Linked DNA regions of Mus musculus: all the other regions are linked to region 5. The links are chromatin contacts, called in public ChIA-PET, Hi-C, HiCAR-type and HiChIP or PLAC-seq maps. All regions are on one chromosome and are shown on one strand. The core of a region is the stretch at or near the end of the contact, and the rest is flanking DNA. Distances in the headings are between cores, read along the strand shown. Region 1 holds the start of Rhoq (ras homolog family member Q). Region 2 overlaps Rhoq (ras homolog family member Q). Region 3 holds the start of Socs5 (suppressor of cytokine signaling 5). Region 4 has its middle 4.1 kb from the start of Gm30421. Region 5 holds the start of Prkce (protein kinase C, epsilon). Region 6 holds the start of Cript (cysteine-rich PDZ-binding protein). Region 7 has its middle 37 kb from the start of Tmem247.

What was found. A called contact is a pair of places that touch in the nucleus more often than the background predicts. ChIA-PET counts read pairs in DNA pulled down with a chosen protein or histone mark. HiCAR-type assays count read pairs that join an accessible place to other places. HiChIP or PLAC-seq counts read pairs in DNA pulled down with a chosen protein or histone mark.
Region 1: a contact with region 5 is called in an H3K4me3 HiChIP or PLAC-seq map of embryonic stem cells, with 17 read pairs. The contact joins the promoter of Rhoq here to the promoter of Prkce in region 5. A contact is called at or near these places in 16 of 39 promoter capture datasets (the 3T3-L1 cell line, 3T3-L1-derived adipocytes, the C10 cell line and 8 more), 2 of 484 Hi-C or Micro-C datasets (both in embryonic stem cells), 24 of 115 datasets of contacts at active chromatin or transcription factors (the 230-238 cell line, the NIH/3T3 cell line, Th17 cells and 18 more) and 1 of 9 other capture datasets (liver).
Region 2: a contact with region 5 is called in a HiCAR-type map of embryonic stem cells, with 5 times the contacts expected there. The contact joins the enhancer-like site here to the promoter of Prkce in region 5. A contact is called at or near these places in 9 of 39 promoter capture datasets (the 3T3-L1 cell line, the C10 cell line, the SN4741 cell line and 4 more), 10 of 115 datasets of contacts at active chromatin or transcription factors (bone marrow-derived macrophages, craniofacial prominence, effector CD8 T cells and 5 more) and 1 of 9 other capture datasets (liver).
Region 3: a FOXA1 HiChIP or PLAC-seq map of pancreatic cancer cells shows a contact between it and region 5. The contact joins the promoter of Socs5 here to the promoter of Prkce in region 5. A contact is called at or near these places in 6 of 39 promoter capture datasets (the 3T3-L1 cell line, the C10 cell line, hippocampal neurons and 3 more), 5 of 484 Hi-C or Micro-C datasets (CD4 T cells and embryonic stem cells), 8 of 115 datasets of contacts at active chromatin or transcription factors (the NIH/3T3 cell line, astrocytes, embryonic stem cells and 5 more) and 3 of 9 other capture datasets (adipose tissue, embryonic stem cells and liver).
Region 4: a contact with region 5 is called in an H3K4me3 HiChIP or PLAC-seq map of bone marrow-derived macrophages, with 4 times the contacts expected there. The contact joins the enhancer-like site here to the promoter of Prkce in region 5. A contact is called at or near these places in 7 of 39 promoter capture datasets (embryonic stem cells, frontonasal cranial neural crest, hippocampal neurons and 3 more), 2 of 15 datasets of contacts at CTCF or cohesin (the G1E-ER4 cell line and embryonic stem cells), 1 of 484 Hi-C or Micro-C datasets (the G1E-ER4 cell line) and 10 of 115 datasets of contacts at active chromatin or transcription factors (bone marrow-derived macrophages, embryonic forebrain, embryonic hindbrain and 4 more).
Region 6: a contact with region 5 is called in a Hi-C map of cortical neurons, with 4 times the contacts expected there. The contact joins the promoter of Cript here to the promoter of Prkce in region 5. A contact is called at or near these places in 11 of 39 promoter capture datasets (the 3T3-L1 cell line, the HPC-7 cell line, HPC-7-derived erythroid cells and 7 more), 11 of 484 Hi-C or Micro-C datasets (CD4 T cells, the G1E-ER4 cell line, the HPC-7 cell line and 3 more) and 13 of 115 datasets of contacts at active chromatin or transcription factors (the 230-238 cell line, astrocytes, bone marrow-derived macrophages and 10 more).
Region 7: a contact with region 5 is called in an RNA polymerase II ChIA-PET map of memory CD8 T cells, with 11 read pairs. The contact joins the enhancer-like site here to the promoter of Prkce in region 5. A contact is called at or near these places in 9 of 39 promoter capture datasets (HPC-7-derived erythroid cells, the SN4741 cell line, cranial neural crest and 4 more), 5 of 484 Hi-C or Micro-C datasets (the BV-2 cell line, the HL-1 cell line, cranial neural crest and 2 more), 16 of 115 datasets of contacts at active chromatin or transcription factors (the SCID.adh cell line, cardiomyocytes, embryonic basal ganglia and 10 more) and 1 of 9 other capture datasets (embryonic stem cells).

Annotation. Positions count from the first base shown.
Region 1 is chr17:86,961,680-86,964,436 of GRCm38.p6, forward strand. Rhoq (ras homolog family member Q) reads left to right here and starts at 1,432. Exons shown (of 5, transcript NM_145491.2): 1 at 1,432-2,068; 2 at 2,621-2,679. The coding sequence starts at 1,927. LOC115488765 (hapless 2-like) reads left to right here. Exons shown (of 3, transcript XM_030250169.1): 3 at 1,194-1,867. The coding sequence ends at 1,867.
Region 2 is chr17:86,980,994-86,984,134 of GRCm38.p6, forward strand. The region is part of intron 2 of Rhoq (ras homolog family member Q); the gene reads left to right. Among named protein-coding and RNA genes, the nearest start is that of Rhoq, 19 kb to the left of the region's middle. Within about 2 kb of position 1,883, at least 35 of the 459 cell types and tissues checked have an H3K27ac peak or open chromatin away from gene starts, as enhancers often do. A contact at or near this core is called in embryonic stem cells, where this site is marked.
Region 3 is chr17:87,106,045-87,109,018 of GRCm38.p6, forward strand. It overlaps Socs5 (suppressor of cytokine signaling 5), which reads left to right and starts at 1,635. Exons shown (of 3, transcript NM_019654.2): 1 at 1,635-2,003. It overlaps Gm30510 (a long non-coding RNA gene), which reads right to left and starts at 1,303. Exons shown (of 2, transcript XR_877091.1): 1 at 1,214-1,303.
Region 4 is chr17:87,053,507-87,056,427 of GRCm38.p6, forward strand. It overlaps the pseudogene Gm24648. Among named protein-coding and RNA genes, the nearest start is that of Gm30421, 4.1 kb to the left of the region's middle. Within about 2 kb of position 1,670, at least 70 of the 459 cell types and tissues checked have an H3K27ac peak or open chromatin away from gene starts, as enhancers often do. A contact at or near this core is called in bone marrow-derived macrophages, hippocampal neurons and liver, where this site is marked.
Region 5 is chr17:86,166,139-86,169,190 of GRCm38.p6, forward strand. It overlaps Prkce (protein kinase C, epsilon), which reads left to right and starts at 1,647. Exons shown (of 15, transcript NM_011104.3): 1 at 1,647-2,802. The coding sequence starts at 2,455. It overlaps Gm5817 (predicted gene 5817), which reads right to left and starts at 1,347. Exons shown (of 2, transcript NR_165800.1): 1 at 323-1,347.
Region 6 is chr17:87,023,768-87,026,828 of GRCm38.p6, forward strand. It overlaps Cript (cysteine-rich PDZ-binding protein), which reads left to right and starts at 1,794. Exons shown (of 5, transcript NM_019936.3): 1 at 1,794-1,908. The coding sequence starts at 1,893. Pigf (phosphatidylinositol glycan anchor biosynthesis, class F) reads right to left here and starts at 1,634. Exons shown (of 6, transcript NM_008838.1): 1 at 1,531-1,634; 2 at 1-146. The coding sequence starts at 125.
Region 7 is chr17:86,878,704-86,881,732 of GRCm38.p6, forward strand. No RefSeq gene overlaps it. Among named protein-coding and RNA genes, the nearest start is that of Tmem247, 37 kb to the right of the region's middle. Within about 2 kb of position 1,353, at least 31 of the 459 cell types and tissues checked have an H3K27ac peak or open chromatin away from gene starts, as enhancers often do. A contact at or near this core is called in the SCID.adh cell line and memory CD8 T cells, where this site is marked.

The DNA of each region.
Region 1 (2,757 bases), core at 182-2,681, 800 kb after region 5:
ACAGCTCTTTAACCTTTCCACATTTCCTCCTTTCAGAATACTAGTCTTCGCAAACACAGCCAGAGCTAATGGTGATGCAAGCAGCAAACCTTGCTCTCTTCTCCTTCACGGGAAAGTGTCAAGACCTGACTTCAAGATAGTGTGGTGCCTTTCCTAACCTTTCAGAATGTATGAAGTAACTTTCAGATTTATTAGTGTAGTCAATGCAAGTACCTCCACTCGAATGCAATGGACAGGGTATGGAGAGATGTTCCCCTACGTTCACAAGGAACGTTAAATACTATTTGAAATCTTCCTGGTCGAATTGAAATCAGGATTATGACTTGAAAACTGGCGTCCAGGGTTCGTGGAAGTGAAATGAGGGCATCACAGTAGGCATCTCCCCAGGTGGCCCTTGAACACCGGGAGTGACAGGGAACCTTTTGGTAACCACTTCACTGGTCCCAGTTTCCCCCACCTAAATCCCGGGGGCAAGGGTATGAGTGACCCACGCACCTCTCAACACAGCATTTTCTACCACTATGAATTGGTGAGAGGAAAGGACTTCCCTGTCAGCAAGCTTGGGGGTAGGCTGCGGTGTGGGGTCAGTCAGCGCAGAGTGAGCCTTCGAACCAAGACCGTACATTTAAAGCAGCACTCGGCCACACAACTAACTGGCCCTGGCCAGACAAGTGTTTCCGGACTTGCCAGACAGAGGCGCAGGGTTGGTCCTGAATCACTGGCCAAGTCTCAGAGCGCGAGGCTACATCATACCTCAGGGATCACAATTGAATACTTTTGGAGAGACGCTTGGAAGCGAAAGGAAGCCTCGGACGATGTCGCCTCCAGGGGGAGCACAAATAACATCTGTGGTCTCCTGACAAGGGCTCGCCCCTTTGTGGCTGGTTGGGGGTGCAATATGCTGCATCTCTTAGTCACCGATTTCATAGAAAATGACTCAAGCTCGTGCTGCGAAAAGCGTGGGGTAGTGATGCTGAGGAGCAAGCAATAAGCCAGAAGTCTCAGTTTTCCAGTTCCGAGACCCACCACCCTCCCAGCCTCCGCACACCTTTCTAATTATTGTTATTAATTATATTTATAACCCTCTTGGCCGCTGTTCCTGATTTCTAGTTGCGTGGAGCACTTGCAGGCCGACGAGATGGCTCCTGCCTTCCAGGCAGAATTTAAATATACACATCTGTATAATGTTGCAGAATTGCGTCACCGTGGAAGTCGTCGTGATTCCCCGAAAGGCCTTCACGTCTCCTCCGGGCACCGGGGCCTGCGGACGCTTCCGGGCTTTGGCCGCACTTTCGCGAGGAGCCCTGGGCTCCTTCCTAGCGGCTGCCCAAGAGCCCCTCCCCCAGCCCCCATCCTCCCGGATACAGGGCGCCTCCTCCTCGGCCTCCGCGCCCGACTCCCAGGGAGTCAAGCTTGGGTGAGCGGCAGGAGCGCACGGCGGGCGCGGGCGCGGGGCGCGCCGCACTCCGGAGCCGCCCGGACCGCCCTCCCCCACCCCCCTTCACCGGCCCAGGAGGGCGGGGGCCGGAGCGGCGCGGGGCGGGCAGAGCCGCCTGGCCCCTCCCCTCCGCCGCCCTCCCCAAAGTTGCCGACTCCCCTGGGGCCGGACGGTCTTATGATCCGGCGGATCCTCCTGGGGAGGCCGGGCCGGGGAGCGGGTTCGGGCGCCGAGCGGCGGGGCCAGCAGGCGGGCGCGGCGAGCCGGGCCAGGGCGGGGAGCGGGGCAGAGATCGAAGCGGCGGCGGCTGCGCCCCGGGCCCGCCGCACCTTCTCCTCCGGTCAGGGGAACCGCTGCATGGGGCCGGGAGGGCGGCCCTGCTGCGCCGAGCGGCGGCGACGGCGGACCCCCCAAGCGGGCTGGGGCTGAGCCCGGGGCCAGGGCGGGGGCTCCGGGGGGACCATGCCCCGAGGCCGGCCGGCCGCAGCATGGCTCACGGGCCCGGCGCGCTGATGCTGAAGTGCGTGGTGGTCGGCGACGGGGCGGTGGGCAAGACGTGCCTGCTCATGAGCTATGCCAACGACGCCTTCCCCGAGGAGTACGTGCCCACTGTCTTCGACCACTACGCAGGTACGCCTCTGCCCTGCTGACTAAGGGGCTGATCCCCGGCTGGGAACTTTGGAGCAACTTTGGCTGAGCCCCCTGGCTTGCCTCCCCTGAGCGTGCTCCCCTCCCCCGCCGTGCCCTCTGCCTGGCGGCTTCACCCCCCCCCCCAAGCTGTGCCTCTGGTCACCCCACCCCTCGCAGCAACTCCCACCCCATTCCTATCTCCCCCTTCGCCCCGTCTCCCACACTTTTCAGTCCCCTGAGCGCCCTTCTTGACCTTCCAGCTGCCTCTTCCCTTACTGCCCGAAACCCCTGTAGGGGAAACATCTGGGAACACTAGTAGACGTGGCTACAGGGTTTGGGGGGGGGGGGGAGTGGATGGCAGGGGCCACATTACACCTATATCTCATGCAACTTGGCAGTGAAGTGGACTCGGATAAAAGGGGAATGTTGTCTCCTGGGGAGCACCCACATGCTTCCCAGTATTTGGGAAAGGAGGTTACTGTGGGGAGCCAAAGTGCTAGATCTCAGATCACTGTGAGCTTCTCTCCCCACCCCCCACTTCTGTCCTTGCAGTCAGCGTCACCGTGGGGGGCAAGCAGTACCTCTTGGGACTCTATGACACAGCTGGACAGGTGAGTGTTTTGGCTTCTGGCCGGTTCCCTTACCCCCATCTCTCGCCAATTCTGTGTGGCTGTGGAGGGCCTTTGGAA
Region 2 (3,141 bases), core at 633-3,132, 820 kb after region 5:
CACGAGGACCTGAGCTTGGATTCCTAGCACCAGTCCATAAAGCACCGAGTGGGACAGGTGCTGGGGAGGCAGTGGGACAGGTGCTGGGGAGGCTGGGGCTTGGTAACTTTAGCCAACTTGGTGAGCTCTAGGTTCAGAGATCCATCATGTCTCAAACACTAAGGTAAAGAGTGATGGGAAAATATCTGATGTTGACCTCTGGCTTCTGCACACATGTACACATGCACATATGTGCACATGCACACACAGCACACACAGCACACATGTACACACATGCACACACAGCACACATGCACACACAGAGCACATGTACACACAGCACACGTAGCACACATACACACCCAGCACACATGCACACATAGCAGACACAGCACACATGCACACACAGTACACATGCACACACAGTACACATGCACACATAGCACACACAGCACACACACACACAGCACACATACACACCCAGCACACATGCACACATAGCACACACAGCACACATGCATACACAGCACACATGCACACACAGCACACATGCACACATGCACACACAGCACACATAGCACACACAGCACACATAGCACACACAGCATACATGCACACACAGCACACATGCACACACAGCACACATGCACACATAGCACACATACACACACAGCACACATACACACCCAGCACACATGCACACATAGCACACATGCACACATACACACATAGCACACATACACACCCAGCACACATAGCACAAATACACACCCAGCACACATGCACACACAGCACACATGCACACACAGCACACATGCATACACAGCACACATGCACACACAGCACACATGCACACATAGCACACCCAGCACACATGCACACACAGCACACATGCACACATAGCACACACAGCACACATGGACACACAGCGCATATGCATACACAGCACACATGCACATACAGCACACATGCACACATAGCACACATAGCACACATGCACACACAGCACACATGCACATACAGAGCACATGCACACATAGCACACACAGTGCACATGTACACACAGCGCACATGCACACACAATGCACATGCATACACAGCACACATGCACACACAGAGAACATGCATACACAGCACACATGCACACACAGCACACATGCACACCCAGCACATCATGCACACCCAGCACACATGTGTACATGCACACATTCATACACTCTCACGAAAATGATGAGGAAAGGGGCTAAAGAACACTGACTAAACACAGTTACACATGCGGTTTCTGAGAGGCAGCACTTGTTCTCAGTCCAGACCCTGCACTCCAGACCTTCAACCTTCGGCTTAGAGACTTCTTGCCACCAGATTGCAACAGCTTCATTAAATAATCCAGTGGCTTGTTAACAAGAGAACTCCATTTTCATTTTCTAGGCAGCACATGATACAACTTCCATGATGGACTGTGAGTTCTAAAGGGACTCACTGGGGGAGTTTCACAAAGCTGGGTACGGAGCCGGAACCCAAAGGCTCCTATATAATTCAGCCAGCTTATAGGGTGTGGTCTGGACTTTGGAATCTCCCCTGGGAACCCTTTGCTTCTGGGACAGTTTAATCCCTGAGCCACCTAGAGTTGGGCTGCTGTGTTCACTGCCCTGGAGGGAGGGATGAGGATGTCCCAGATTGACCCTGCCTCTGAGGTTGTATAAGGATTGGTAGAACACTCGCCTGGCAGCCATGAAGCTCTGGGCGTTGCAACGCTGTGAGCTTAAGCTTAATGCTGTGGGCGGCGTCAAGGTCAGAAGTTCAACCTCATCCTCAGCTACACAGCAGCTACACAGTGAGGAGTGAGGACAGCGGCCTCGTGAGACTGGCTCCGAAAACTACAGGAAGAATAGACGTGAAGCCACTGCACAGACAGACACTGTCTGTCCATCTGGTGCCTTTCTAATGGTGGCTGGTCACTCATCCACGGTAGTGCTGTCACAGTATTATCTGGCTCTGTGTTCAGTCGGTGGGAAATCCGGTCTGGACTGGATGAAGAGAGGCTGTGTAGCGGAGTGCTCACGTTTGTGTACATGTATATGGTCGGCCTCGGTAGCCTTCCTGAGGTAACATGTCTTACTTTCTGAGATAGTGTCTCTCGCTGGCCTGGAGTTTACCAAGTAGGCTAGTTTGACTGGCCAGAAGAGAACTGCCCGTCTCTACCTCTCCGGTGTTGACATTACCAGCAATGCCACCATACCCAGCTTTAGATTCCTATGCTTGTAAGTGAAGTCTTCCCTGACTGAGCTGTCTCCTTAGCCCCGTTCACACACACACGCACACGCACACACACTCACTCACACACACACACGCGCGCACACACACACACACTCACACATACACACTCACACACACACATACACACACACACATACACGCACACACGCACACACGCACACACGCACACACACACACACACACTCACACACACACACACCTACTTATAGCTCTGCCTCAAATCTGAAACTGCATAGAGAAGAAACTCCGCTGCAGGGATGTTACAGTCCAGCAGCCACTGTGTGCTAAGTGCCCTTCACACCCCAGCTCTTTTAATCTTACACACACACATGCCCTGCACACCGCACTTGCTGTGGGGATCTTTAGTAATCTAGAGAAAGGAAACAGGAAAGAGAATCTACTGGAGGCTGCGCAGCTAGCAAGCCCAGCCCAGGTTCAGGTCAGTCTCAAACCTGGCAAGACTTCTGATGGCAAAACTCGCTGCTTATAGGACTTTATGTGGCCTAGAGTTGTGCCCAGCTGTACTTTGATAAGCTTGTAGCTTACAAGTGACAAAGTTTCCTCGAGCCTCTGTTTCCTCATCAGTAAGGTGGAAGCAGCCCTATCACTGGGGTGATGGTGAAGCCCAGTGAAAGCAAGACTCAGGTAGCCTCCCCAAGACCAGGGCTGCAGGACCGCACACAGGACCGCACGGAAATCATCACAGTACAGCAAGGTCAGAGCTGGAGGAAGTAATTCAGCATGGGGTAGGAGGGAGTGCCTTAGACATGCCAGGAGGTAAGCCGTGCTCCAGAGCGTGGAAGAAGTGCATAGAGCAATTCTGATGCCCTTGACTCTGTCTCCCGAGGGCCGAGCACACAGGCATGTGCACTACAAATGGCTTAT
Region 3 (2,974 bases), core at 385-2,884, 940 kb after region 5:
AACTTACTCCAATAGACAAGTAGAGCGGCTAAAAGCTGCTTAGGAATGCAGATCTGGCCCTCACTGACCGGACGCCGGACGTCCATCCGTGATTCTATCTGAATGGCTAGATCATCTCCTGTGCACTGTGTGCCTTCCAAATAAGAGGGCTGAGGGCCAGAACCTGCTACTCTCAAGGAGTCAAAGAGAACAGACAGTTGAAAAATAACTGAGAAAGCAATCTGAGGGTGTACAATGTTAAGAAAGGTAGGGTGGGGCTGAAAAGAGTCTAAGAAAAGCCTTCAAGAAAAAGGTAGTCTGCCGGTCCCACTGCAAAGCATTAAAGACTAAAGGTGGTCAAAAATCTCAATATTCAGCAGGTTGAAGTAGGAGCACCATTACCTAGAAGACAGCTTGGGCTACATATTGCGTTCCAAATCATGCTAGGCTATACAGTGAGACTGTTTCAAACAAACCGGACTAAGGTGTGTGTGACCCTATGTGTATGCCGCTGATAGAAGGACCACTTTGGGGAGATACGCAGGGGGAACAGACTACTGTATTTGAATCATGAAGTAAACAAGTCTTTTTGTCTGAGCACCGGAAAGTAGTATGTCTAAGAAGTGGCCAGTTAGCTTACGAGTGGTAACCACGGTTCTACACTTGATCTTAGCCAAAAGGCCAAGAAGCGGTGGTAACCACGGTTCTAAAGGGGCAGCTGAGGAGTCTCGCGGGTATCACAACCCCCCATTCACTTCTCTGTCCTTGCTGTCATTTCCACGGCCGGGGCGATCCACATAAAATGCAAGCAAAGAGAGGAAGCGACAACACCCCTCCCCTCGTGTATGACTCATCTTCGTGGCAGCTGAGAGCCTGGATAGGAAGAGTTGAATTCAATGAGGTGCCCGGTTTCCCGTTGAATATTGGAATTCAGTGACTCGGATGGCTCCATGCTGAAGGGAGCTAGGGAGACTCATTCACATTTTTTTCCTACCCGGCACTCGCAACCTCCATTCAGCATTTTCCCCTTGGTCTCCCTAACGGAGCCCAAAGGAACAAAGCTACTCCCCACCCGCACCTCGGGTTGACCTTCCACCCGAGCGCCCACCCCTAGCCCGTTCCACGGCCACGTGACCCTCTCCAGCCTCCTAGCCTCCCGGGCCTCTCCCCCTCCCCTCCAGTCCGAGCCCGCTTGGCCCCGCCCACCCCGCCCACGTGTCAGCCTCTCTCCCACCTGACTGGCTCCTCCCTCTTCGGCCGAACCCGGCCGCTTGTCTCAGCTGCCCGACTCCAAAATGGCAGCCGCGCACAGCACGCACCAGCGCGGCCGGACCTCCTTAACTCGCCGGCCTCCCCTCTTTAGCTCCCAGCCTCCCTCCTCCGGCCTTCACCTACCCGCCTCTGGATTGGCCGCCGGGAGTCCCGCCCACCTGGAGCCCCGCCTGCCATTGGTCACGGTAGGCTGCCCTTCAGAGAGGCGTGGCCCAGCCCGCCCCCCACCCCGGGAGGTATTTTCCATTCCGGTGGGGGGCTGGGGGGGCGGGGGGAGGGGAGAGGGTGACGAGGGGGAGGCGGCCGGGAAGGGGTGGGGGCTGGCGGGGGCATCCGGCCGAGCTGGGGTCCCCGGGCTCCGTCCGGAGGAAGCGAGGCTGCGCCGCCGGCCCGGCAGGAGCGGAGGACGGGACGCGCGGGCGGTCGCGCTCGCCCTGTCGCTGACTGCGCTGCCCCGGCCCATCCTTGCCTGGCCGCAGGTGCCCTGGATGAGGCCGCCGCGCGTGTCCCGGCCGCTGAGTGTCCCCCGCGGTCGCCCGGCGCCTGCCCTCAAGCGGCCGCCTCTCCTTGCCCGGGTCCCCGTTTTCCCCCGGCGCAGTCCTCCTCCGGTGGGCGCCTCCGCACCTCGGCGCAGGCGGCACGGCCCTCGGGCCGGGATGGATCCGCCGGGAAGAGGAAGACAAGCCGGGGCGTTGAGCCCCTGCGCACGGTGCCGCCGCGCGTAGTGGGAGCTTACTCGCAGTAGGCTCTCGGTACGTCTCGGAGGAATTGCTTTTCGGTGGGAGTCGGGACACCTAAGGGGAAGAAGGGGTCGTCTGGGGCCGATAGGAGGGCATTCGTCATCGGGGTCGTGGTGGGTCGAGACTGGGTGGGGGAGGTCGTCGGTGCCCACTGCCAAGGGTAGAGGGGGTCCAGGCAGGTCACCTAAGAGCTCCATAGCTCCGACCTGAGGGTCCTCAAGGGCGACGATAAAAGGTCTACCGGGACGTGAAGGAAGGACCGGGGAGCGTGGATGCGGGAAAAGACTGGAGCATCTCTGGGGGGTTTAACCTGGGGTGGTTATTACAGGATGCGGAGGCGGCCGCAAGGAAGACCCCGCTCCAAGTCCTTGAGCTTTTAATAAATGGTTCTTTGGTGCTGGGACTTGGGCATTCGAGTAGCTGAAGCGGAGTGAGTTTGTGGAGAGGGAGTTGCATTGACAGAAGGATGCTGAGGAACAACGTGAATACCCTTGGTTTGGTTCTCAACTTTGAAGGCTATGGGGGTCAGCCACGAGCTTTTGGCATTTTTTTATTTTGGTGTTCCAAGCAAAAGGTGGCTGGCTGCTGGACTTCGTCAGTGATTCCTTATTTTAAATTGTATGTATATATTTGATGGGGTTGGGCAGTTACCAGTTCTCCTGGACATTCTTCCAACTACACCTTGACATTCTTACAGCAGCTTCTCATCTACACCGGAGGCCTGCTCCTTTCAAAGTTAACACTAGGCTAGACTGTCCTATTACGATTTACTGACATTTATCCTAGAAGACGATTAAGTCATGCTTGCTTTTAACTGTTTCTTTACAGGGCCGTGTAAAATTGAACTGCATGTTCTATAGAAGTTTAAAAATGGTTTCTCTTTAAGGAATGAAATGAAAAAGATGCTGGTGTTAGAAGGCTCTGCTAAAATGAGCTCGAGTGTTCTAACAGTTGGGAATTTAGTCAAATGCGTACTTTAATCT
Region 4 (2,921 bases), core at 420-2,919, 890 kb after region 5:
ATAGCCACTGCCTCCTATAGCCACCACTTCTATAGTCACTGCCCCCTATAGCCACCTCTAGTGTCTCTTCTGCCACATGTGTGCAAGGGTACTCTGTTCTGCCTCTCCCTTCTGTTCTAGTGTGTGCTTCTTTATTTCTGTACTAATAACAAAGTTATCATTTCTATTGTTGAATGCATTCTTTTCTTGTACTCCTTCTTGTCTCTACTAAAAGGCACACAGAACAATGGATCCTGGGTTACAAACAAGTATTTGTTTAGCACTTGCCTTTTAAGTCTTTGTCCACCAGCTCAACAAAAAGAAAATCCACCCAAACGCTTCTAATAATGAACGAGCCTTGATACTTAGTAAGCGAAGTTTCAGTCTTGATACTTAGTAAGCTAAGTGTCTCTAATGAATGAGTCTCGATACTTAGTAAGCGAAGTTTCCCTTCTTTAGAAGCATCATGTCTGTCCTCTGCTCTTGGCTGTTTCCTGTCAATTTTTGTGATGGTTAGTCAGATTCCAAAAGAGAACATCCTGTATGTGAAGCAAGGGCAGGGGTAGGCAGCGAGAGACTGAGGAGACTGAGCCGTGAGAGGGAGGCCATGTGGGGACAGAGCATGTGTCAGAACCCCCGCATGGCTGAAGTCCAGGGAGCAAGGACTCATGGGGGCAGAATATGGCAGCCCTTTACAGAGGCGCTCAGCCAGGGTCAGAGCATGTGGCTCTCTCCATGTCTCAGTAACTCTAGATGTCACTGAGCCTCCTGTGGAGAGATTTGTTAAAAACTAGAACCTCTCACTCTGAAATAGCTGAAGCCAAATAACTTAATTGTTGAACTCAGTTCTAGACTAAGAAGATAAGTAAAAAAAGGAAAGACAAGACAAGAATTTGGGGTTCAGACTCATAGTGATCAATTATTCCTGCAAAGGGACAATCCTAGTTGGATCAAAAGCTTCCTAAGAGGCTCTTGTATGAACCCATGCCACGGGTTTCTATTTTGTTTACTTGCGGTAATGGTTATTGGGAATTTACTACGAAGCTGCATCTCTTCTAAGCACATTGAGGACGTAGCTGACGTAAGGACCCCTCAAAATCCGAACTGACTCCAAGTATGACTCCAACCAATGATGGAGTAGTGGGCATTTTCCTCTGAGGAAGAGATGGCTGAGAAAAAGCAGAGAATTCTCTTTATGTACAGAGCTCTGACAATCAGTCCTCGAACTAGGCTTTGGGACTTTTTCCTAATGGATCTTACTTATTTAACCCAAATGGAAAAGATGCAAACCAGGAGTTATCAGGTTGTACCACGGAAAACAAGGGCAGACAAGATGCTGACTCTATCATCTGTGAAGACAGGAAGGCAGGAAGGAAGGGCAGGACGATGGATAGCTACCCTCCACACTTAGGGCACCCGTGATGTGCTTGCTCGAGGTTGCACGAACAAAGGCTTGGCCCTCTGCTCTGGACCAGGAAGTCCTTGGTGTCAGACACCAAGTTTTGGCATCAAGGATTTTTCAACAAGGAAGGCAGCTGCCTGAAATCCTTTGTGGAGCAAGACAAGTTATAAATAGACCTATAAATTTTTGTAAGCAGAAGGCAACAGGCTTAGCAGAGCTGCTCTTCCCCTTTGGTTCTTCCTCCACGCCTTGCCTATCAAATCCCTGCTGCCAGGCAGAGCCGTCTGCCTACTAGCCAATCCGCTGCTCCAGGAGCGCAGCCAGGGTGGAAACTGGCTTCTATGACAACCTCAGGTTGTGACCTTGCTTGTGAAGGAGAGTAAATCTTCCTAACTTACCTCTAGCTAATTGGGCAGGAGATAAAGGAGACAGAATGCAGTGTATCCTCTCTAACTGGCTGGTCGCAGCATTAATCCATCCCTTGCAGAGGCAGCCTTGGCTTAGCAACAGACTGGGGAGAAGAGCTGTGTGCTGAGACCTGCTCTGTGGGTGTCTGTGTGCTCAGGAGCAGGGGTAGGGGCATTTCATCTCTTCTAGCAAATGCAGAGGCATCTGGGCATGCAGATGTAGGATTATTTGGGACCTGGAATCTGAGACTTTACTGGGCTCAGAAACACTTGGAGACTCATTAAAGCACAGGTTTCCAGGGGTCCCTCCCAATGTTTCTGATCTGGTAGAATTAAGGTAGGGTCTAAGGACTTTCATTTCTCATAAACCACCGGATGGCACTGGTACTGCCAGTCTGAGGAGGATGCTTTGAAAACCTTTTGTTTGGCTCAACTTCCTGATTTTTGCAAACAAGGAAAACAAACCCCCTAACAGTTGGTTTAAAAAAAAAAAGATATGTCTAAGAGTCCCACACTAGTGACTGGCTTCAGCCAGAGTAGTCCAGAGATTTCTAGACTCTTGTTTTGGTATTCCCTCTACCCCTTCAGGCTGGCAGAGGACCAGAATTAAAATAGCAAGGTGCTATTTTAATCACAAATATATTGCCCTTTATGACTGAGAATGGCCAGTCTCATACACTGGCCCTCCCTAGCCCAACACAGGCTCTTCAGGCTCAGCACATAAGTAGCCCACTCTGGTTCATCATCCACTATCCAGTGGAGGGTCAGACAGTTGCCATAGCTGGTGCCCACTTCTAAGAGTCTGGCATCTATTTTACTGCCCTGCTCTCCTTGTTAGTCAGTGAACCTGAGATCTGAGGGCTCTTGCACTGTCCACTGACTACACTGACCGGCTCTGAGCTATAACTCTTTCTATAGCCTCCATGTGCTTTGTTTGGCATTGGTGCCTGACATTTTGCTTCATTGCCCCACTTTTCTTGAAGCTAGAATTCTACTCGGAACGATCATATATGTGGAGGTTGGGTCGGGGGTATTGGCAGTGGGGGTTGGATGGGGCATGGTGCTGATGCTGATGAACTCTTCTCCTGGTCTCATTCCTGCGTTGGAGCACTCACCTATACTCAAACCTGATA
Region 5 (3,052 bases), core at 397-2,896:
GACTGGCTGTCAGGAAAGTAAGTGAGCTACGGGGAGGGGGCGTGACTGCACACTTAAACTTTAGGAGGAGATCTGCCTGAACTCAAACCCCTGAACTCTGTGTGTGTGTGTGTGTGTGTGTGTGTGTGTGTGTGTGTGTGTACTGTACTTGGTATGTCATTCCTGGAGACTGCCTTCTCATCTTTAAACTACAAGAAATGATAACCCTTTTCCACAGAGGAAAAAGTGAATGGAATGCGGTTTGTACATTTTGATCCACACTTATCAGAGTCGCCAGATAAACACTTAGCTTTTCACCATCCGAACGAACAGCCGGACTTGCCTTGGCACTCGGGTGAGGGCGGAGGTTTTCTTTTTCCACTCACACGGCGGAGAGCTGCGGGACGAACCCCTTCCCGGGCGCAGGCTGGAAGTTCCCGCTGCGCGGCGCCCGGGGCCTGGCGCGCCCCGCCCGGCGCTCCCAGGTTCCCAGTCCCCCTCGGCACAGAGCCATTCCCTGCCGCCCGCCTTCCCGGTCCTGGTCCCTGGCCCAGGAAATTCTTCCCCAGCAGCCCAGGGCTCGCCTCACGTGACCAGCCGCCGTCGCGGCTGCTTCCAGAGAGTTTAAAGGTTACCGAGGAAATTAGTATGGATACAGCCACTGGACCCCAGGAGGACGCATCGGGCTTTCCCGCAGCCCGAACGCCGGTTGTCAGGGCGCGGATCAAGCCTTGTCCTCTTAAGGGGCACACACAAGGTCCCGCATAAGTAGGAGGAGTCACTTTGAGAAATAAACAGACATTCGAACCAGGCCGGGCCCAGGTTCTACTAGTCTTCCACAAGTTCTCGCAACCCAATCAGGCCCAGAACAAATCCCCAGAGGGGAGAGTCTCCTCAAGGGGGAAAAAAAGAGGGTTTCAAAACTCACACCCAGCCGAAGGGCTCAGCAGTCCGGGTGTCCCCTCCCCCATCGCGGCACAGTAGAGAATCCCAGGGCAGAGTGACAAATAGGCCAGCTCTCCGCGGGCGACTGGTGACCGCCGCAGTCCAGGCAGAGTGGGGGAAGGTGATTAGTCTTCTTGGACATTGCGACCCCCTCCATTCCACCAGGCCCAGTTTTAAGTGATAGTGTTGGCCGCAGGGTGCGAGAGAAAAGCGCGGCCCGCTGCTCTCCGGGTCCAGACCCCGCTCTCCTGGTGCAGATCCGAGGAGCACAGACTCGGCCTGCGACAGTCGCTCCCGCACCTCCGCGACGCCACACTCCTGGGTTCCGCGCGGAGTCCTTCCTCAGCTCCCCCGCGCGCCACGGCAAACGGACCCGGCCGGCCCGCTCCTGCTCTTTTCTGCTCGGCTCACTTTTCCCGTATTGCTCCCCCAACCGGCAAAACTTTCTATTTCCCCAAACAGTGGCGCGCGCGCGCGCGCGTGCACACACACACACACACACACACACACACACACACACACACACTCACACACACTGACGTCTTTTGCGCATTTCCTGCATTAGAGGGAGGGAGAATCGCTCGCACAGCGATCGAGGGAAGCAGATCGCGGGCTGAGCGCTCTGGCGGGCGGCGAGCCGGCGGCAGCCGAGAGCGCGGACGCGGGGAGCGCGGCGGGCGGGCGGGCGCCGGCGGGCGGGAGGAGGGGCCGCGCGGAGTCGCAGTCCCTGCCCGGCCGCCGCGCTGCGCACCGCCGGGTGCCGGCCTGCGCCCCGAACCCAAGTGGCGGCCACCTCTACCTCCCAAGCCCGCGCGGATGTGAGATCCCAGGCACCGGGCGCCTCGCGATCGCCGGCTACGGCGCGACTCTGCTTAACCCGGGAGGTGACGGCGGGGCTGATCGTGCGGCTTGTGGATTTTTTAAAAATTTGGCTCCGGGGAGGACCATTTCCTCTCGACATGCATCCCTCCGGATAGACTGCACATCCCTCAGTCCACCCTCCGCCCCGCGCCGTCCGAGGCAGGCGCTGGGTGGGCGAAGAGGATCCGGGTTGAAATCTGTGCCCCCGGTTCTCGTCCCCGCCCCGTCCCGCCGCCCCCTCCCCCTCCGGGAGTCGAAATTGCCCGGGGATTATGTTTCGGAAAGGTAGGTGAGCGCCGGGCGCGGCGCCTGCTTCTCCGCACACGGACCCGAAGAACCAGCGAGGCGGCGAGGCAGCCCCCGCGGCTTGCAGCGGAGGCGACAGCTCGTCTCCTGCCGTGGAGGTGTCGCCGGTGGTGGGGGGGAGAGACTTGCTCCAAAAAAACGGACGTCTCCAGCTCTCCCCCCTCCCTGTTTTCCGTTAGGAATCCGGCGAGGAAATACATGCACTCGCTGAGAATCGGCGGCGCCAGGAGGCAGCGCCACAAGGTGTAGCGAGTGAGTGGGGTGGGGCAAGAGGGGACCCAGGAGTCCCCCAGGCTCCCGGCGCGCCTGCTCCTGCTCTTCAATCCTGCCCTCGGGGCGGACGGAGTGACCCCCGCCCCGACCATGGTAGTGTTCAATGGCCTTCTTAAGATCAAAATCTGCGAGGCGGTGAGCTTGAAGCCCACAGCCTGGTCGCTGCGCCATGCGGTGGGACCCCGGCCACAGACGTTCCTTTTGGACCCCTACATTGCCCTTAACGTGGACGACTCGCGCATCGGCCAAACAGCCACCAAGCAAAAGACCAACAGCCCGGCCTGGCACGATGAGTTCGTCACCGATGTGTGCAATGGGCGCAAGATCGAGCTGGCTGTCTTTCACGACGCTCCTATCGGCTACGACGACTTCGTGGCCAACTGCACCATCCAGTTCGAGGAGCTGCTGCAGAATGGGAGCCGTCACTTCGAGGACTGGGTGAGTCGGTCCTCCACGTCCGGGAGTCCCGGGTCCCAGGGAAAGACTTGCTGCCTGAGCATTGGTCCTGGGGCTCTGGGCTGTCTGTGTGTGCATGTGCGGCTCAGTTTTCTTGAAGAGGCACGTTTTATTTCCTAGCTGAAGAGACATATACAGTAGGGTATGAAAGACGAGATTTGACAGATGGGCACTATCCCTTGCCCCCCCCCCCGTGCCCTCCCAACAGTGGGCAGTACAGGTGGCTTGCAAG
Region 6 (3,061 bases), core at 544-3,043, 860 kb after region 5:
GTCAAATGAGCTTCCAATACTGAGAAGTTGTCCACGAAGAAGGACGGAATGAAAATGCTTAGGAAAATTGAAAATACGCACAAAAGATTGGTATACAGAAGTCTCTTGATGTCAGTATCTTTCATGATGTTTTCTTGGGTAGCTATCTAGTAGAAAACAAATTAAGAAAAACATGTAATGATTTTTTTTCCATTGTCCCAAGCACTTCAATACTCTAAATATAAACCATGTATTAATAATTTTCTATGGGCAACATATTTGTTTCAAAACACAGAACAAGCATATGCAGATTTTAATTGTTACTTTAGATTTCTCTAATATGGTATACATTATCTTTCAGAGCCTCAAAAAGAAAATTCCTGTAAAAATTTAAATATTTGTGACTGGTTTCTACAAAGGGGACATGTGCCAGACACCAGCAACTAATTTTACTTTTTTGGCGAAAATCACTGCAGTTCCCAAATGACAGCCAAGTATACACTTAGATATGCAAATGGTGGAGGACCATCTTAAGATGGTCATTATGCTACACTAAGGGCTCACACTGTCTGTACAGATGTTAAATAATGGTAATAGCAGAACGCGAGTGGGAGGAGAAACAATAGTTTCCAGTCTCTAAATACATATATTTGACCTAGAGAACAGTTTCTATGTTATACTGACTAAAGTTAATTAAGAACTTAAAAGTAACACATGTTACAATGTAGTAAAAATCGGGCCCAAAAAGTAACATCCACACCGCAGGGTGAGGAACTAGCAGGAAAGGTAAAAGCGCAAGTCTGGGCATGGTGCTATTAGCCCTCATTTCATTCACACTTATCGTTTTCAAAAGCAAATGATACTGATTAAGAAAACTGGATGAACAAGTTAGCAGATACGGCCAAGGTTACACACGCACAAGCCATTTCAAGCATCGCCTCTTTAAACAAGAAGAAATCCTCCAGGGTCGGGACAAGAACGCATAGCCGTGAAAAGACTTGGGGAAAGTTTCTCAGATTCTCCCTTCCACTGCGGGGTCAGGCAGGAAGCGCGATCAGAAATCCATCCTAGGCCACCGGCAAACACCCATCTAACACGGCGAGCGCGAGCGGTACCCAAACGCAAAGGTGACACCGGCGAGCGAGTCCCCGACCCAGGACACCACACCTGGGAAGCCGCCCTCGGGACTCGCGATCCCGTGAGAACGGGGTCGGAAGGCTTGGCTGCTCCCGAGCCCTCCTCCTGAGCAGCCTTTGCTCAGGTGCGGACCGCAGCTCCACCCCACCCAGGTGGCTCCGTCCCAGCCTCGGACGGCGCAGTGTGGGCAACTGGAGGTCGCCATCATAGAGAGAGCCCGTGCGGCCGACCCGGTGACCTGAGGTCGGAGTCCCCTGAGAGACTGTGATAGACGCCGGCATCTCAGAGGGTCGGTAGCGCAGGGCATCCTCTGGTCCGCCGGAAGCGTGGCGCCCTGGAAGTCACCGCAGCGGTCGGCGGTGCGACCTGCACCCGCCCCGGGCGAGTGTGAGAAGCAACCCGCCACCGGCTTACCTAACTCTCCCGCCCGCCGAAGGGAAGGGGGACACCACCGCCTCCCACCCTCAGGTGCTACAGGCTGGCATGGCCCCTGGCGCAGGCGCAGACCAGAAAGCGAGGGGGCGGGGGGAACTCACAAGCGCACAGCCAATCGTTGACGAGAAGGGGCGGGATAATGAGAGCAGCCCCGCCCATCAGCTCGCGTTTATCCCTCCCGCGACTTTCTAGGTACGGGATAGGCCGGAGCGGGAGGGCTGAGAGTCCGGAAGCGGGCTGACGTAGCCGGAAGAGGAAGTCGTCTCCGCTGGGGCGTTGTTGTGTTTGGGTTGCTGCTCCTGCTTTGCCGGCTGAGGGCACAGGGACACCCCCATGTAAGGATGGTGTGTGAAAAGTGTAAGTTCAGGGGCTGCTTCTGGGGGAGGTGGAGGGCTGAGAAGTTCTCTCGGGATTTCTCTGGTTTTCCCCTGCTGGTCTGTGGCGTAACCGGTGTCTTCCTACCCTGCCCCTCGGCCCTTCTTGCCTGTCCCGTAAGCATAGCCTTCCGCTCTGTGTTGAGAATGGCTTCAGTTCTGCGCCTCTTGTGTTTGTTTCTGTTGTCGTCCTCGCGCCCCTTCTGGGTCTCCTCCGTTACAACTTCTTGATTGGCTCTCGGAGGCTTAAATCGGATCTTCACGATCTTTCTGGTAGCATCAAGAGTTGACAGATGTCACAAGTATAAGTTCCAGGCTCTCGGTTACATCTTAAGATTATAAGCAATGGTTAATTTCCAGTATTATTAATATGTCCCGAATAATGTTTAAATCTTGACTTTCTGCTTTTCCTTACTACAAAACATGCCGCATTTAATACAGATTTTATTTATTTATTTATTTATTTTTGGTTTTTCGAGACAGGGTTTCTCTGTGTAGCCCTGGCTGTCCTGGAACTCACTCTGTAAACCAGGCTGGCCTCGAACTCAGAAATCCGCCTGCCTCTGCCTCCCCAGTGCTGGGATTAAAGGCGTGCACCACCACCGCCCGGCTAGATTTTATTTTAAAAATTACTTCAGTGGCTATCTGAAATTAAGTTAAATTGGATATTTTGAGCCATCCCGTCAATTCATTAATACTCACAGCTTTGGGTCAGGTGAAGGAGAGAGTCTCATCACCACCAAAGAAATCTTTAAGTAGTCACCCCTGGCTTTTAGAAAGGTCTTTTTAACCCTTTTAGTTACCATTCAGTAATTCCAATGAAACCCTTAAGATTTGTTGTAAATATTTAATTTTTTTTTTTTTGGTAGCTGCAAAAGCTGATGATTCGTTTAAAAACAACTTTCTTCTCTTGATCTCTTTCATGGGCTAGACAGCCTTCTCTGACAAGATTCAACCCACATCTCAGTTACTGGCGGATATACAGGACCCATTTTGTTCATAGCCCCTCAGTATGTAGAACTCTGGACACAGACACCCCTCCAGAGCTGTGCCATTCTTAAACGGTTTTTTATTCTTTTCGAAAGTGGGATAAATGGTTAATTAAATGTGGCTTAAATGTATTTAGATTGTGAAGC
Region 7 (3,029 bases), core at 103-2,602, 710 kb after region 5:
GATGTAAACCAACTACAAACACATCAAGAAGCTAATGAAGGGGAGAGAGACACGGCACAACAGTTAAGAACACGCACTGCTTCTCCAGAAGACCCGGGTTTGGTTCACAGCATTCACACTGGGCATCTCACATCCACCCGCTCCCTACACACACACACACACACACACACACACACACACACACACACACAATTTTAAAAGGAAGTTAAAAAGAAGTCTTAAGTTCACATTAATTGATACAGAAAAAAATCAACCCACAACCTACTCAACCAAAAAACAAAGCAAAACAAAACAAAACAAAACAAAGCCAACACCAATTCACTGCAAAAACTCTTAGTAAACTAAAAATGGAAGGGAACTTCATCAACTTTATTGAGAACATCAACAAAAAACCCTGAAGATAATGTCATATTTAATGATGCTACACAGAGAAAGAAATTAGGAACAACATTAAAATATTTAATTTGCTCTTGTCAGTCTACTTTACTATCATGCTGGAAGTACTTGCCACTACAGTAAGACAAGAAATGAAAACATGAAACCATTTTTCTCCATAGACAATATGATTATCTATGCAGTTAGATAAAACCGACACCCACTGTCAGAGGGAGACTCTTAAGTTAATGGTATAATTCTGAACCGAAAGAGTAAAAATAATTTATTAGATTCATGGTACAGACCACCAGAGGTCACATGATAAAAATTTTAAAAAATATGGCCAGCATATAAAACTAAATTCCATAAAGAGCAACTTGGAGCCAGGTTGGAGCCAGGGGAGGTACTCAATTTACCAAGCTGACCTGTCTACTTAGGCTGTTTGGATCATAGTCTCCTCTACCCAAGCCTAGCCCAGACATTGGCTTCTCTATTGTAGGGCAGGAGAGACATGATGTGGTAGCTGAACACTAGTGAGCTGCTTTAGGGTGATGATGTCTATTCCGTCTTCTTTCTCAAACTTCTCCTGCGCTCAGCCCAAAAAATAGGTGCTTTTTCAAATGTCCATAATTGAACCCAATGAGTTCCTATTCTCTTGATGGTTTCTAGATGTTTTTATGGAGCCATGAACAATTCAATAGCAGAGGCTGCAGTAACTAGTCAACAGTATGAGATCCAACAAAGAAAGAGAATAAAAGGAATAAGCAGGAATGGCGTGCAGAAAGAGAAAAGGCAGGTGTAGAGGCAGATAGACAAGCCTAAGCCCTACACGGTCACACACACGCTGCTAACAAGCAGGTTTCTTAATCTCTCTGAGCCTTGTTTTCTCGATTTTGCAATGAGGATAACGGTGAGACGATGCACAGGAACTTAGCTGGCTGAAAATTACTGAACATGTGTCTTGTTTGCTTACCCAGTCAGTAAGGTCAGCTGCCAATGCCTGCTGCCTTACGTGCCCAAAGCAGACAGGGGCAGAAGGGTTCTACAGGGTGTAATAGACAGCAACGGCACTCTCACCGGACACGGATCTCAGGAGGCTCTTACAGAATCTAGAGTAGGATTCGGAAAGGAAAGAGAACATTTTGAACACAAAGAGGGCACTCAGAGTTAATCGGATGAGTTTCTGAATGGATGCATAAAATAAATGGGTGAATGCTTAGGGGGAAATGAATAAATTAGCATGTCTAAGAAATGATTTAGAAGCAGTGCGCGGATCAGAGAATAAAATTAAAGTAGTTAGCCCTTGATTGCTGCAGAGACGTGTGCTTCCGTGCATGAACCATTCTATAGGTGCCCATGGGACTACTCAGGCATTTTCCAGAGATGGACATTTATATTCCCCTAACCTGTGACAAACTATCTGTCTACAGAAACCACACCCTGTCTGCTTTGACCCCCTGATACTATGCTATCTCTGTGACCTATCTATGACTTGCACTATTAAGTGAATACATTTCCTGTACCCCTTGTAGGACAAGACAACATTTGCACCTGCTGACATATTTAGACTCATGTGTTATCTTAACGGCCGCTGTTCTCTGTTGATAGCAACCACGTCACCTAGATTGCTAGTCAGCTTCCTCCACAAACCACAGGGCAGAAGATTCTCATGAGAAAGAAAAAAAAAGTGCCAAGGATTGTTAAAGTTGGATGTTTGTGTTCTCAAAATGAAGCTCTCAGGTAAGAGTCATGCTTAGATACACCAAGGCCTGGATCCGCAGGGGCTGAGACCAAAGAGGAAGAGAAAGGGAGAGAATGCTAAAGCTCTGAGTTCTAGCTCAGGACACTCATTTTTGTTTGACCCTGGGCATATCATGTGACCTGTTTGGGTACCAGATTTTCTAGAGGACAGTAGAAGTGACTTCTAGGAACTGTGGAGCTCCAACATCTGGAACAGCAGATATGGAGGGCTTATTTTCTATGCTGGAGAAAACAAATTTAGCCCACCTTTCTCTCTGGTCCTGTTTATGGAGTCCCTACTTTTGTCTCCTAGTGAACCAGGCAAGTAAGTGGCTCTGTCATCAGAAAACCAGTGGGTGACCATAGTTGTGTTGATTTGGTGTGTCAATTTCTTGGCTTTTTATTTATTCTTTACTTTCATAAAGAATAAAGGAGACCAGGAGGAGGCCCCCTCTGCCCGCTGAGCCCGTAAATGGGATTTCTCGGCAGTTTGATCTTAGAAATGTCACCACGGGATATTAACAAATTGGATCATGCATGGAGAGTACTAACCAGTATGGCAGGCCTGTCTGGTGAGGAGTAAAAAACAAAAAAAAAAAAAAACAAAAGTGTGGTGTGGCGGGTCAGGCAAAGTCAGCACAGCAGCTGCCTGATGGACAGCAGCAGGATGCACAGGGACACGCATGGGCTTGCTTGATATTACTCTACAGGCCTCCCAGAGTAAGCACCTAGAAAGGAAGAGGATTGCCACATCAGAGCCTTCAAACGCAGCAGCTCACGGGAGCAGTGGCCCTCCTAACTCAGAAACGGTGCTAGGCCATCAGGCCCCATGCTGTCTACCAGGAGTCCCCAAAGAATGGAAGCAGTAAGACAAGGGGCCCACAGACATTTTGCCACGTTGGCTCTAAATTCAG